Regions from separate parts of the Sus scrofa genome. Here all the other regions are linked to region 5. The links are chromatin contacts, called in public Hi-C and HiChIP or PLAC-seq maps. All regions are on one chromosome and are shown on one strand. Each heading gives the region's core, a stretch centred on a gene start, on an enhancer-like site or on the middle of the called end of the contact. The rest is flanking DNA. Distances are from core to core; before and after follow the strand shown. Region 1 has its middle 24 kb from the start of RGS9. Region 2 overlaps ARSG (arylsulfatase G). Region 3 holds the start of AMZ2 (archaelysin family metallopeptidase 2). Region 4 overlaps ARSG (arylsulfatase G). Region 5 has its middle 110 kb from the start of FAM20A.

Evidence for each region. Hi-C and Micro-C count contacts between places; a contact is called where the count stands out from the background. HiChIP or PLAC-seq counts read pairs in DNA pulled down with a chosen protein or histone mark.
Region 1: a contact with region 5 is called in an H3K27ac HiChIP or PLAC-seq map of alveolar macrophages. The contact joins two enhancer-like sites. A contact is called at or near these places in 5 of 47 Hi-C or Micro-C datasets (embryonic fibroblasts, fibroblasts, omental adipose tissue and 2 more) and 1 of 2 datasets of contacts at active chromatin or transcription factors (alveolar macrophages).
Region 2: a contact with region 5 is called in a Hi-C map of embryonic fibroblasts, with 4 times the contacts expected there. The contact joins two enhancer-like sites. A contact is called at or near these places in 1 of 47 Hi-C or Micro-C datasets (embryonic fibroblasts) and 1 of 2 datasets of contacts at active chromatin or transcription factors (alveolar macrophages).
Region 3: a Hi-C map of embryonic fibroblasts shows a contact between it and region 5, with 2.6 times the contacts expected there. The contact joins the promoter of AMZ2 here to the enhancer-like site in region 5. A contact is called at or near these places in 5 of 47 Hi-C or Micro-C datasets (embryonic fibroblasts, liver, mesenteric adipose tissue and 2 more) and 1 of 2 datasets of contacts at active chromatin or transcription factors (alveolar macrophages).
Region 4: a contact with region 5 is called in an H3K27ac HiChIP or PLAC-seq map of alveolar macrophages. The contact joins two enhancer-like sites. A contact is called at or near these places in 1 of 47 Hi-C or Micro-C datasets (epiblast stem cells) and 1 of 2 datasets of contacts at active chromatin or transcription factors (alveolar macrophages).

The regions. Positions count from the first base shown.
Region 1 is chr12:11,990,165-11,992,864 of Sscrofa11.1, reverse strand. No RefSeq gene overlaps it. Among named protein-coding and RNA genes, the nearest start is that of RGS9, 24 kb to the left of the region's middle. Within about 2 kb of position 1,369, at least 2 of the 83 cell types and tissues checked have an H3K27ac peak or open chromatin away from gene starts, as enhancers often do. A contact at or near this core is called in alveolar macrophages, where this site is marked.
Region 2 is chr12:11,761,160-11,763,859 of Sscrofa11.1, reverse strand. The region is part of intron 10 of ARSG (arylsulfatase G); the gene reads left to right. Among named protein-coding and RNA genes, the nearest start is that of WIPI1, 47 kb to the right of the region's middle. Within about 2 kb of position 1,294, at least 20 of the 83 cell types and tissues checked have an H3K27ac peak or open chromatin away from gene starts, as enhancers often do. A contact at or near this core is called in alveolar macrophages and embryonic fibroblasts, where this site is marked.
Region 3 is chr12:11,893,584-11,896,283 of Sscrofa11.1, reverse strand. It overlaps AMZ2 (archaelysin family metallopeptidase 2), which reads left to right and starts at 1,273. Exons shown (of 9, transcript NM_001243604.1): 1 at 1,273-1,317; 2 at 1,777-1,869; 3 at 2,170-2,259.
Region 4 is chr12:11,828,363-11,831,062 of Sscrofa11.1, reverse strand. The region is part of intron 2 of ARSG (arylsulfatase G); the gene reads left to right. It overlaps LOC110255982 (a long non-coding RNA gene), which reads right to left. Exons shown (of 4, transcript XR_002337055.1): 3 at 2,204-2,316. Among named protein-coding and RNA genes, the nearest start is that of SLC16A6, 28 kb to the left of the region's middle. Within about 2 kb of position 1,317, at least 3 of the 83 cell types and tissues checked have an H3K27ac peak or open chromatin away from gene starts, as enhancers often do. A contact at or near this core is called in alveolar macrophages, where this site is marked.
Region 5 is chr12:11,497,239-11,499,938 of Sscrofa11.1, reverse strand. No RefSeq gene overlaps it. Among named protein-coding and RNA genes, the nearest start is that of FAM20A, 110 kb to the left of the region's middle. Within about 2 kb of position 1,373, at least 25 of the 83 cell types and tissues checked have an H3K27ac peak or open chromatin away from gene starts, as enhancers often do. A contact at or near this core is called in alveolar macrophages, embryonic fibroblasts, liver and 2 more, where this site is marked.

The sequences.
Region 1 (2,700 bases), core at 120-2,619, 490 kb before region 5:
TCCCTGGTCTCGCTCATTGGGTGAAGAATCCAGTGTTGCCGCAAGCTATGGCATAGGTCGCAGGTGGGGCTCAGATCTGGTGTTGCTGTGGACGTGGTGTTTGTAGGCCGGCAGCTGCAGCTCCAATTCGACCCCTAGCCTGGGAACCTCCATATGCTGGGGGTGTGGCCGTAAAAAGAAAAAAAAAAATACATTCAGAAATCCTTCATACATTTAAAAGGGATTGTTTACTGCATGGCTCCCTGAAGTCCCTAACATACTGGAGAGAATGGTGTGAACAACTGGGAATAAAAGATGTTCAGAAAGACAAAGATCTTTATTTTTTAAAACTGATGCCACAGAGACAAGAGGGCAGCTGGTTTTCCCACGCTCACGCTCAATCCCTCTCCCAGATGAACAGATGAAGTCTTTGATTGCTTGCCAGGAAAATGGTTTCACCCACTGCTCCTTCCATGTGTCTTTCCCACCCCCACTCCCTGGCTCAGATTTTGGACCCTGTGACTTGACCCGTGGCTAACTGGTTCAGGGACCCTGGAGCACCTGACCCAGGCCACAGCAGTCCACAGACTGGCCAACAGCCTGTAACATGGCTAGATGAAAAGTGATGACTTGAGCCAACCAGTTGGTCACTCGGGGAGGTAACCACTTGAGCTAGGTGGTCAGATCTGAAACGAAGCCCCTAGGTGGAATCAGGCCCGTGATGGGGTAACATCAAAGGGGAGCCGAAGTTAGGAGAGAGACGAACTCTGAGCAGTCAGCGGAAGCCTGGGGTAGAGATGAGAATGAATCAGCAGCACAGAGCAAGGCTGAGCCACCTCAAGAGCTCTCAGAAATGGAAGTGAGGGCCTCTGGGGGCCCTTGTTGGCAGAGAGCACATTGCATCATCTTTAGTCTGTTTTTCATGGACATAATGGGCCAGGGACCAGGGGACGGATGGATGTACAGTGTAGTTGTGTTTCAGCAAGATGTTTGTGGACCACAGGGGGTAAGTGAACTTTGCCTGAAGCCCAAAGCAAGTGTTCAACCAATTTGTGGCAACAGTAGGACTTTATTGCTATACTGTCTTCTCTCTGTCCACCCTCACCCTATGCCACCCTGGTCTCGTCTCCATATTTAGATGAGATTGGGTGCATTCAGGGCGGTATGGCTGTAGATTTGTCTCCATATTTAATTTGTTTTCATTGTCTTGATTTTTAGTTTAGAGTTTACCATTTTATATTTTGTATCTCCTGTGTGCCTCATTGACCCAGTTGTGAAAAGAGACACGGTACAAATCAACAGCTCGGATGAGAACTAACTTAGAAGGACTGGTGTCTGATGGACCAAATCCCCAGTTCCTCCTTTGTCATAGAGATAGGTCTCTAGTTGCACATCCGAGGATTCACCCAAAATTGCATCTTACTAAAAATCATGATTTGGATGACAACACTGATGACGTAGTGTTTACATTTGCAAACAATGATGCAAAATAAAAGAATGACTAATATATTAGAAAACAGCATTTGCATCCAAAAAATCCTCGCCAGTCTGAGCTTCCTCCTTTATGCTTTCAAATGCCTGCACTGTATCAGCATCTCTGGACAAATCTGCAATGTCAGGACTTCTCCTTCCTCTTCCTCCTTTTCCTCTTCTTCTTTTTATTTTTTTATGGCCCTACCTGCAGCATATGGAAATTCCCAGGATAGGGATTGAATGGGAGCTACAGCTGCAGGCCTATGCTACAGACATGGCAACACTTGATCAAAGCCACATCTTCAATTTAGTGACCTAGGCCGAAGCTTGGGGCAATGCCAAATCCTTAACCTGCTGAGCGAATCCAGGGATCGAACCTGCATCCTCCCGGACACTATATTGGGTACTTAACCCGCTGAGACGCAACGGGAACTCCAAAGATTTCTATTACAAAAAGTCATAGGAACAAATTATGTGAATTTCTTTTTGAAAAAAATTCTGATTTGACACCAAACTGTTATTCATTTATTTATTTATTTATTTATTGGCCATTTCTTGGGCCTCTCCTGCAGCATATGGAGGTTCCCAGGCTAGGGGTCCAATCGGAGCTGTAGCTGCCGGCCTACACCACAGCCACAGCCACTTGGGGTCCAAGCCGAGTCTGCAACCTACACCACAGCTCACGGCAACACCAGATTCCTAACCCACTGAGCAAGGCGAGGGAACGAACCCGCAACCACATGGTTCCTAGTCGAATTCGTTAACCACTGAGCCATGACGAGAACTCCTTTTTTTTTTTTTTTTTTTAACCAAACTGTTATTAAGATAGGGTTCATTCTGTCTCTCTATCATGTACCATTGGAGAAATTTCTTTCCAAATTTGGGACCAGGAAATACTAGGTCTTCCCTGAAAAAAAGTCACAATGTATCCTTTTTCCTGATCAAGAGAGATGTGTATGAAGTTTCCTTTTTCATCCTAACCAGCAGAACACTTCAATCCTGGCACTAGGCTCCCTGGGAGCAACTGGAATGAATATTTGGTTTTTAATTTTTCTTCTCCAATCTGTTTTCCAATTTGAGTTCATATACCTTGGTTTTATTATCAGGGTTTTTGTCTTTTGGAAGCCAGAGCAACTCCTTTTTGGATTGACTTGGGATATAAATAAATACATTATATTCGAGTCATGAGTGGGAGATGGTTTGTTGAATGGGACAAGTTGGGAGAGAAAGGGAAAAATATGCACTCTT
Region 2 (2,700 bases), core at 45-2,544, 260 kb before region 5:
TTTGTGCTTGTCTGGCTCCCAGAAGAAGGCGGAGATTGTAATGTCAAGTCCTCTCTCAGCCCCAGGTTGCCATGGCCAAGTCTGAAAATTGTCAGCCAAGGAAAGGCTTCCTTAATGGCTCTGCATCCATCCAGCCCAAACCAGTCTGGGGCTACGTGGGTCTTACAATGCTCGGTAAGTCCCTGGAGGTGGTACTTTGAGGAAACAGAGGCTGGGGCTTAGTCTCTGGAACACGGATCACTTCTCTTAGGGAGAAGGGAGGCCCCTAGTGGTGAAAGATGCTGTCCGGAGTGGTGGCCAGTGGCTGACCACTTTTGGAGAACTGGAGCCGTGAGCTCCCACCTGCTGGGGTCAGAGACCCCTGCTTCTGGGGAAGCTGCATCAACACCAGCCTAACGCAAAGAGACGCCCCCTGCTTGAAGCAAAACAAAACAAAACAAAGCCAACAGGTGAGAAAGACCACTGAGAAGATGCAACATGTTTGCAGAAGATAAAGTTATCTTTGAAATTTGGAGCGAGTGTCCTCTGGAGAGGAAATGTCTTCAGCTGTGATTCATGTGTAAATTCACCAGCCTCCTTCCTATGTTGATATAAACAAGAACGCCATAGTCAGTCTGCCCGAAGGGGAAAGAAAGGCATATACAAGTTTTCCAAAGTCCATCCACGTTTCTGAGAGTGAGCCACTTTGCTTCCTCTTGGATTTCGGAAGTGGTGCCTGGTAACGCTGGATAAATATCCTGAACGTGGCAGCCCACCCTTATGGATTTTCTGTTACTGAAACTCAAATAACGTCTGTGATTGGAACCGGCGGACCTTGACTCCCATCTTCTGGGTGTCTGAGGACATCATAGATCAGTTGACAATAGATTTTTCCAAGTCTCCCACTTCCTGCCCTTTCCAGAAGGAAACAAAACAGCCTCCTGCGGTGAGAGGCTTGGCTTCCTGCAGGGTTGGAAGAAGTGAGGGTTTTGAGTTGCGACTTCTTTTCCTGTTTGGAAGAAGCCTGCTGCCATCACACTGGGGGTGGGGTGGGGGTGTACTTGCAGGATTGTCACGAGAGCACGGAAGCAGCAGGTGTGGGAGGAGCCCCACCCTCACTGGCATCCTTTCAGAGCCGGGAAACTTGGGGGGACAGCTGTTTACTGCTGCAACAGATGTTTCTCATTTTTTTTTTTTTTTTTTTTTTTAGCTCCATGGAAACTTTGAATCACATAAGCGCCTTTCCAGCGATATATATCGGTCATGATTCATACCAGGGCTGGTCTCACGCTTCCAGCCTCAATCCACCAGCTTACTGAGGATGCTAGTCATTTGTTTTCTACCCAACCTTGCCCTAGGTTAACCGTGTGGCAGGGCGATTCTTCCATCCCTGGTGAAGAAGGTTTTCTCACAGTCTGAGCGCAGCAGGACCGCGTCAAAGGCGACCTGCGTCCCGAGGGAAGGCTGAGCGCAGTTCTGGACCAGTCATGCTGAGCCATCCTCTCAGGGATGCCTTTTATGCCAGCTTTGCTCACGTGAGAGCCAAAAAGTCGACTGGAGGGTGCAGAAGCCTTTTGTCCAGGAGGTCTGACGATCCCCTCCCCTTTGCATCAGACGCCCTGGGAATATTTCTAAAAGATGCAGGTTCCCAGGCCACTTCTTGAATGTGAGAGGTGGGGCTCAGGCAGGGCGACCTCCTGGGTGAGTGACCTCTGCAGTCACAGAGGGTCTCCCACAGAGAAGGACCCTGCGCTTGTGTTAAAGCACATGTGCTTGAAATTCTTAATTTTTGGATTCGGTTTCTCCCCTCACTTTGCACCGGACCCCGCAGATTCCATGGCTAGTCCTGAGCCTAGGAATTCAGGCAGAGCCGTAACCCACTCCGATTAACTTACTAGCCAAAGGGCTGCTTCACACAGACTCCCTGCATTTGGCTGATTGTGGACCCAGGCCTGTGTCTGTCGGTGTTTGGGGGCTGGGCTGCGGGGCTAGGGGTGGGTTTGGGGGTGTGATGGGGGTGGGACTTCAAGGCTTCTCCAGGGAGATGGAATTCAAAAAGCCTCCCGGGGAGAGAAGCATTATCAGACCCTTCTCATCCCACTTGTCTCACTGTAATTGTTACAATGGTCCTAAGGACCTTCCCTCCCGCCCAAGGGCAACTTGGCCCACTCCTTCCTACCCCGATACTAGGAAAGGTAGGCAGCCCACTTCTCACCTCCTCCCCTTTGATCAACTTGGCCTACGTCTCCCCCGCCCCCTCTGGAAGAGCTCTGGGGCCCACGCCTTACCCCACCCCTATATGCCCCCAACCAACCAGCAAGTATATACAAAGACCCCATTCTTCCCCAGCCAACCAGCAGGTCCGCAGGTGTATGGCACACCACTCCTTGCCCTCCTTTGTCTTTGGGCTATAAAAACAGACACAATCCTGTCTACACCTTGCTTTGAATCTGGAAATTTCTTTTTCCTCCCATGTGCAGAGCCACAACAATGGGGAGCAGGGACCATGACAAAGAAAGGAATGCTGTCCAGGGAGCACCTAGCAGAGTTTTTTTGTGTTTTGTTTTGTTTTGTTAATTGTTTAAATTATAATTGAATGACAGAGTTCTGTCAGTTCCTGCTGTACAGCAAAGTGACCCAGTCACACATACACAGACATTCTTTTCCGCACAGTCTCTTCCATCATGTTCTGTTACGAGGGATTGGATCGAGTTCCCTGTG
Region 3 (2,700 bases), core at 24-2,523, 400 kb before region 5:
AAAACTCGAGTCTGGTAAAATGGCCTGAACTTCAGCAGAACAGAGATTGCTTTGCAGGGGTAGGACAGCGGCTTGGAAATGAAAAACCGAATTTAGGAGTATTTCTGAGTGAAGGTTGGGAGAGAAGTGATGCCCTGGGAAGAAAGCTGGGTGTCCTTTAAGTTGAGATGTTGGAAGAGAATCCATGTAAAAAGGTGGAAGTCTGAGGAATCAGGTTTGAAAGGAATAGGTCTTGCCCAGGGTTCCTCTGCAGGGAGCTGCTGGGATAGGCAGGGTGGTGAGCATGGGATAAACCTGGGGAAGAATGAACTGAGTTGGAGACAAAGGAGGGTGTAGGAGGTGGCTGGGCTTGTTTGGAAGTCAGCTGGAGACCCACATGATCGAGTGGGTCCCCATTCCTTCTCTAGTACTGAGCGTGTCCTAATATCTACACGAATGAGCGCTGGTTGCATGAGGGGGCAGAACAGGAGTGGGTCATGGGAACCCTCAACTTCCCAGGGCTGAAGGGGGGCCTCACGGATCAGAGCTCTCTCTTCTCATCCTCTACAGTGAACCTCGAGACCCAGAGACGTTCAACTGCGTCTCCAAGGCCACAGGGCCAGTTCAGTAGCAAAGCCCGAAGGCGCCCCTTTCTTCTTCCCAACATCTTTTTGGCACACGCATTTTGGCCCTTTCAGCACTCGTGAGAGGCCAAGGGACGCATCCCTGGGTGAAGCGGAAATCCTGCTAGTGCCACGGGTCTCGGACACCGCCTCCGCGCCGCCTGCCACTCGCTGCACCCCCACGCCCCAGTGGCTGCAGAGGCTGCCACCAGATAAAGGGTGACGACAGCTGGGAGCACGCGCCGAGGCTGTGCGTCAGCCTGTGGCCACGGCTGATTTATTTTGGAACCGCCTGGTTGAACTAGTCACGTCGAGGGCGCTTCTCAAACCCACGGCCCGCTGAGCACATTGACAAACCAGCAAATCCCGGGACGCGGCCGCCCCGCCCCAGCATGGTAGGAGACCAGCCCTTTAGAGGCTGGGAGCGGCGCTTCTGCGAGGGCGAGGCCGAAAAGGGCGAGCATGGGGACGGATCTGGGCGCCCCGTCGCCCCCTAGTGACCCTGCTCCGCTCTAGGTCGCGAGAACAGTGGCGGCCACGGGATTGGCTCCCGCGAGACGGGCCCGTGCGGCGGGGCGGGGCGGGGCGCGACGGAACCGAGCGGCGTGTGGTGGGCGGGGCGTCCGTCGAAGGGGCGTGGCGCGGCGCCGCGTGCGGTGAGCGGGCGCGCAGGGCCGCCGCGGGAGGCAGGCGGGCGGTGTCTACGCCTGGAGGGGTGAGGATAGTGCGGGGGAGCCGTCAGAGCCGGGCCGGGCCCTCCTAGCCGGGCATTCTTGCCTGTAGAGGATGGCGACTGTCGCGGTCGGTGGGGAGGGATGAGGATGTGGGAGGAGCAGCCTGCGGCGGAAGCCGGGAGGACAGCGGGGGCGGGGTGTCTCCGGGGAACTAGGCTGGGCCTTCCTTGGGTGGAAAAGGCGAAGCGAGAGTCCCCTTGGGATCCCCACTCCGCCCCCAGCCGTGGTCCGGGTCGCCCTTGCACGGCCGAGCCCAATCTGCGAGTTGCTATAGGCAACTTGCCCCGCTTCACCTGGGACGTGCTGGTTAGAACACGGACAGCTTTACAGGCCTCCATCCCACTGAAGTGACCCCCATCTGCCTCCCCCCCGCCACCCAGAGCAGACCTGGGAGGCCACAGGAGGCCTCCTGACCGTTCACCCTGCCTTTTTACTATCAGGGTGAAGGCCCCCCACACAAGTTTCCCACCAGGCCCCGACATGCCTGTCCTTGTGAGGCAAAAACTTCAATGGGATCCTTCCTCTCCCTAAAGGTATGTAGAAATACAGGAGGGCACATCTTGCTTGCTATTTTGTGCTGTAGAAGTCAGATTTCAGCTCAGTTGTGGAGCAGCGAGGTTTCTCTGCTCCCGGGAGAGCTCTGACAATAGAGATCTTTGTTTTGGAATTTCTTCCTCACTCTGGAACCCCAGAATTCAGATGTCCAGCCAGAACAGCCATTAGGTTAAAATTTCCCATCAGTTGTCTTTCATTAAACTGGAAAAGCCTGGATAGTTATAAAATATAGGTTCCAGTGGATGATATCTGTTTTTTTCCTTTCCTCACTCAAAAAGCCTCGTGGCGGGGCAGCTGGTTCACCCATTCAAACGGAAGGATGAGATCAGTTCATAGGAACATGATGTGAATGGAAGCAGCCTGTCATTGTAAGTCTGGCCTTTGATTAGTCACCTGATGTCTTTCCTGGGGTGACATGACCTTGAGACAGTAAACTTCAACGGGGCTGATCTGTGTTATCAGCCGGCAGGGTTTGCATTAGTTCTCTTTTTGTTTCTTCCTGGACCTCTTTGAGTCACATTAGAAAGGATGAGTACTTTTCATGTGGCTGTAATGAGTCAATTCATAACATTGTTACTCTTCCCCAAATGACAGAAGGAAAGGGGGAATCAGGCCGTGTCTTATGGTTACCACTGGTTGTTATAAGAGGAGCAGGTTCCCTAAGGGATGGAGGAATGAATTTCATGATTTTCTCCTCTCTCTTTCAGAGACCCTCCCCAAGAAATGGGTTAGAAATGGGGAGAGCAAACAGTAGTTGGGTGTGATCACTCCAGGGCATTAGCAATCAATTGATCCGTCATTCCACTCTG
Region 4 (2,700 bases), core at 68-2,567, 330 kb before region 5:
GACTGTTCTGTGCTCCCCTCTCTGGTCTTCATTTGTTGGGGGTTTTAGTTCTGCAGAAGAACTCAAAGATATTGTTATGTATATTCTTTGAAGAGGAACCAGGACCTGCCCCCAAGCTGCACTCCTGTTTCTTTTCTTTTCTTTTCTTTTTTGGCCGATCCATGGCAAATGGAGTTCCGAGGCCAGGGATCAGAACTGAGCTGCACAGTTGCAGCTTACACTGCAGCTGCAGCAACACCGCTATTTTAACCCACTATTGCCAGTGCTGGGCATCGAACCTGTGTCCTGGTGCTGCAGAGATGCCATCATCGATCCTATTGCGCCACAGCAGGAACTCCTGCACTATTGTTCCTTGACTCTTTCTCCCCAGGTCTCCGCATCCCCTCCCTTCCCTGATTAGCAACTGTTTGAACCTGCCCTTTGTAACTCAGGGAAGGTCATGGAGCCTGAAGCGTATTCCCTAAAAACAAGAAATGGGGGACCCAGGAAGGCTTGTGAGCCCAGGAGCCCCCCAGGGTCCTGCTCAGTTTCAAGAGTGTCACTGAAACCTGGCCTCTGCCCACTGAGGCCGAATGGAATATCGGAGACAGAGTTTTGAGTGAAGGAGAAAAAAATAGCTTTACCACTTTGCTAGACAAAGGGGGACAACAGCTGGCTAGTGCCTAAAAAAATCAGTGTCCCAACGGGGGAGGACTTGGTGAGAAGTTTTATAGCAGTAGTTCAAGGGCGGCATTGCCGACAAGGATCCGGGTGTGTGTCGGGCCTGCCTTCCTTTAATCTGGCCTCAGGGGGTCACCCGATGAGCTTCTGTGGTTCTCGAGGTTCTCAACCTGTGACTTTCTTCTGGAATGAAGACTGCTTCATCACGTAAACATCTCCCACTTGTTGGGAGTTTTAGTTCTGCTCTCCAAACGAAAGCTCAAAGATACTGTTCTGTGTATCCTTTGAGGGGTTGAGGGGGAACCAGGACTCTGCCCCCAGGCTGCCCTACTGTTTCTTGGCTGCTCCTCCCCTGTCTCTGCATCCCCTCCAGTTCCAGGGCCAACACTGGATCCTTAACTCAATGCATCAGGCCAGGGATGGAACTGGCTCCTCCACAGAATCAAGCCAGATCGTCCACCCCCTGCGCCACTGTGGGAACTCCACTTGTTTTCTGTTTTAGAATCCAAATATACGTGCAGTCGTACAGTCTTTGTCTTTCTCTGACTTCGTTCCCTTAGCATGATGCCTTCGCGGTCTGTCCATGTCGTTGCAACTGTTCAGTCTTTTTTATGGCTGAGTCATAGTCCATTGTGCAGAGACACCACATCGTCTTTATCTATTGGGCTCTCGAGGAGCACTTAGTTGCTTCAGAGTCTTACTGTTGTAAATGAGGCCGCAGTGAACATAGGGGTGAGCTTGGCAGGATCTCGTAAATATCCTGATGTGTGGAACCTGACTTGGAAACTGTGACCTCTCATCCGTTCACCTTTGCTTTCTCTTCCTCTCTGCTCCACCCCTTCTCTGCCCTCAATTTAATTTTGAATCAAGTTTGTGCTGCCTGAGAGGTCCAGGCCATGACTTAGCTCAGAATCAGAGATCGATTGTTCCCCCCCACCTCCGCCGCCCCGTGCCCCCTCCCTCCAAGGTCAGAGTCTCCCAGGGGCTTGAGGCTGTTTCTAAAAAGGGCCTCGCTGAGGACTGAACTGAGACGTCAACTCAGTCAAACACTGGGGTGTGATTTCTCTTTTCAGAATCAGCTTTTTGCAAAACCTCCTCGGCTCTGTTCCCTCTGGGGACTTTCTCAGCCCTTCGGCCACCTTTGGGATCTTGCTGTATCCTGAAGGAAGAGGACACCCAGGCTGGCGCTGGAGGCTGTAGGGCAGTGAGGTCTGGGGGACCCCCGAGAGAGCAGGGGCCCAGAGAACTTTCCGAACGAGACTTATATTGGCAAGAGAAAGACCCTCCCCTGGCCATGCCATCCTCTTCCATCTCTATCTGTGCCAGCCCCCTGGCCCCACAGAGTAATTCGGGTTCAGGGTGGAGGACCCTTCTCAGGGAGAAGTCCTCCTGTCCCATCACCCTCACCTGTAACGCGGCTATTTGCTCGGAGAGGTCCTATCCTATGGGCCCCTCGTAAACTCTCAGCCTCATGGGTCAGGCACTTGCCTCTTTGTCCTTGGTTAAGTAGGTCAAATAGACAGAAAAATCATGTGATGCCTACCTGTCCACTGGGGCAAGGTGCAGACCGGGTTCTAACCTCATGTCTCTGTGTAGCCGACGGGGCTCTGCAGGAACATGGTGATCTAGATGCCAGTCACTCTGAGAGACGAGGAACTGAAATATTAACCAGAGAGGCCTTGGTGCCAGCCTGCTTCGCAACCGCAAGTTCAAAATAGCCTGTCCAGCAGCTCTCATTTGTTCTGCTCTTAAACCTCCCAACGAACAGTCATTCAACAATGAATCTCTGCTAAGGGCAGGTATGAGTCATGCTGGGAGACCCCCAGCCAGTTCTGCCCTTGAGAGGTTGACAGCCTGGTGGCATATAAAGGCAGGAAGACCAGGCTTTCGAGTGAATGCGGAAGGAAGAGCAAGAACTCCTGATGTGTCTCCCACCTCTGGGGCTTTTATAACCTGAGATGGATGTAATTGAATTGACATCCTAGGGAACAGAATTAGCACATTACGAATACATGGGTCACAGGCAAGAATGAGAAAAGT
Region 5 (2,700 bases), core at 124-2,623:
TGCCAGTGGCGGAATAGCTGACAGGGCTCAAGGTGACCTTGAGTGGAGATGCCTGTGTGAGTTGGAAAGGATGGGAAAGGGCCCATCAGAAGTAGGAAAGAGCGGATGCTCCTACCGTGGTTTAGTAGGTTAAGAACTTGACATATTGTCCGTGAGGCTCCAGGTTCGATCCCAGGCTTCGCTCAGTGGGTCAAGGATCTGGGGTTGCCACAAGGTCACAGAGGCGGCTGGGATCCTGCGTTGCTATGGCTGTGGCATAAGCTAGCAGCTGCAGCTCCGATTTGATCGGCTAGCCTGGGAATTTCCACATGCTGCAGGCATGGCCAAAAAAAAAAAAAAAAAAGAAGAAGAGAGCAGCTTTTAATCTACTCTCTGTTTTATAATCTCAGGCTCGGAAAACTGCCATGGGACTTGGCTTTTGTCAACTATCAGGATGCTGTGGGTGACCACAAAAATCCCACTCACTCTAAGACTAATGCTGTGAACTCTGGAATTCCCCAGCATGGCAAGGTGGACCACGAGTGGAGGTCTTTGCCTACACACCCAACCCTAGGCTACACAGAGGGATTATACTATTATTCAGCATTTCCAAAAGGCTCTTCCAAGGACGATGACCCCAATGATGCAAATCGAGAGATACTCCGGGAAAAAGTCATGTATGTTTCAGTAAGTTTGGAAAACATGTGGTTAAAGGAGTTAAACCATTTATTTCCTACAGGATGTCTCAGGGCTCCTAGTCTGCCGTGCCGAATTGTGTATCTCTAAGAAGGAGACGGTGTGTTTATTTCTGCAGTCAGGCTCCAGTGTGAAAAGTAGGTGATTCTGCATACTCTTGGGTTATACCAGTAACTCTACATTGTTGCCTCTGCTTAAAACTACAGAATCCGACATGGATTTGTGTCCTTGTGGGACCGTGTATGCTCTAAGAATAAACCAAACCAATGCCATATCTACAAGGAAAGGATTGTTGGCGGGGGGGGGGGGGGGAATTGGGTTGTAGGGAGGAAGAAGGCAGAGATTTGGAAAGTCAGCACCTCTGATTAAAGGTCAAGTGTCCATGATTCTAATTCTGAATCCTGGGATGACCTCTGCAGGGTCGCTCAACGTTTCTGGCCTGGTTTCCCCATACGCAAAGCAAAGCAGAAACCTGAAATGTAAGGGCATCAGAGACTTGGCGAAGATGACAAGGATTAAGCAAGCCCATGCCGTTAAAATGTTTTGAGCTCTGTGGTCAAATACATGGCCTAATGACAGGGTATGGTCTTGGCCACCAGCAGGATTAACTGAGGGGTTTGCCCAGCAGGCACAGACAGACTCTGTTCCCGCAGAACTGCGGGCAGCTGAAGTCCTGTGCAATCCGTGTGAGTCACGCCCTGTATGTACAAACACGCAAGCTGGCACCAAGGCCCTGCCCTGGGGCTATCATGGCTCACCTCCCCAAAAGACAGCCCTGAAGACTTGAAAAGAAAGGAACCCTAAACCGTGAGAGGTGGCCTTTCTGCTGGAGCAGGCAGAAACAAGACAAAATGGTACCTTCAACCCATATGGTACCCTCTTAGGGCTTTTCCTACACACTGGCAGTTTTAGGGCACTGCTCCAGTGGTTATTTGCCTAGTGTGTGCTAAATCCTACCAAAAAGATGGGATGCCCAAGAAAGGATACATCTAAAAAGTAATTTTCGGTGTCGGTGGTGGTGATGGCAAGCTTGTGTACACTGGGCATTAGGCAGTATCCTTCGTCTATATTTTATGCTTCCTCCTCCCTTGGCTGAGTCACTGGAGTTTCTTGGAATTAAAAAACCTGTGAGGCGTGGCCCGCAGCAGAGAAGCCTGATTCCTTTGAGTAGAGCAAGAGCGCCACCTTAAGTTGCATTCGAGTACTGCAGCCTCTACTTGAAAAGCTGTTCTGAAATGGAGCCCACGGAGAGACCTGATTCTCGTTTGCAACAAGCAGCAGTGCCATGGGAGTCTCAGGACTCGCTAGAAATCTTAAATTCTAACTCGCCATTTTGATTTCCATCATCATTTTGGGGCTCCTGGTTAATGACGTCCTCCCTCGAGACTTGAATTTAACCCCAAGTCCCAAAACAGATCAGATCCTTGAGCCGTTTCTACACAGCGGAGAAAACAGGGTGAAACGATTTGAAGCTTTCTTTCCTGGGGCTTCTTGCCAGGTGGGCTGCGCTGGTGACTTGTCCCTGTTGTGCCTCTTGCCTTCTCTCCACATTGTCCCCCAGCCCAGCCTCTGACTCTGCTTGCTTTACCTGTTTCTGTTCTCTGCCTCATACTATCCTAATATGAACCAGATGATACCGTCAAGAAATCGGTTGTGATGTCTAAGCGAAGACAGTCGGTGGATGGAGGATGCTCTTACCGAGGAATGTCGGCTTCGGGATGTTGGTTTCTAGTCTAGCCGTACATCAGAGGGACTGTGCGAGTCTCCTCTGTAGAGGGCGCCACAGTGATAGTTGCTAAGACCAGCCCGGATTGAATCTCAGCTCTGATGATTTATTTATTCATTCCGTATTAATTGAGCATCTGCTTCTGTTAAATACTGTTCTTGTGTGGGGGATTTATCAAGGAATAGGAAATATAAAAATCCTTGTCCTCATGGAACTTATGCTACAGCAGAAGGAGGCCAAGAGTAAGCATTATAAGCAAGGAAATCGGAGCTCCCCTTGTGGCTCAGCCAGTTAAGAAC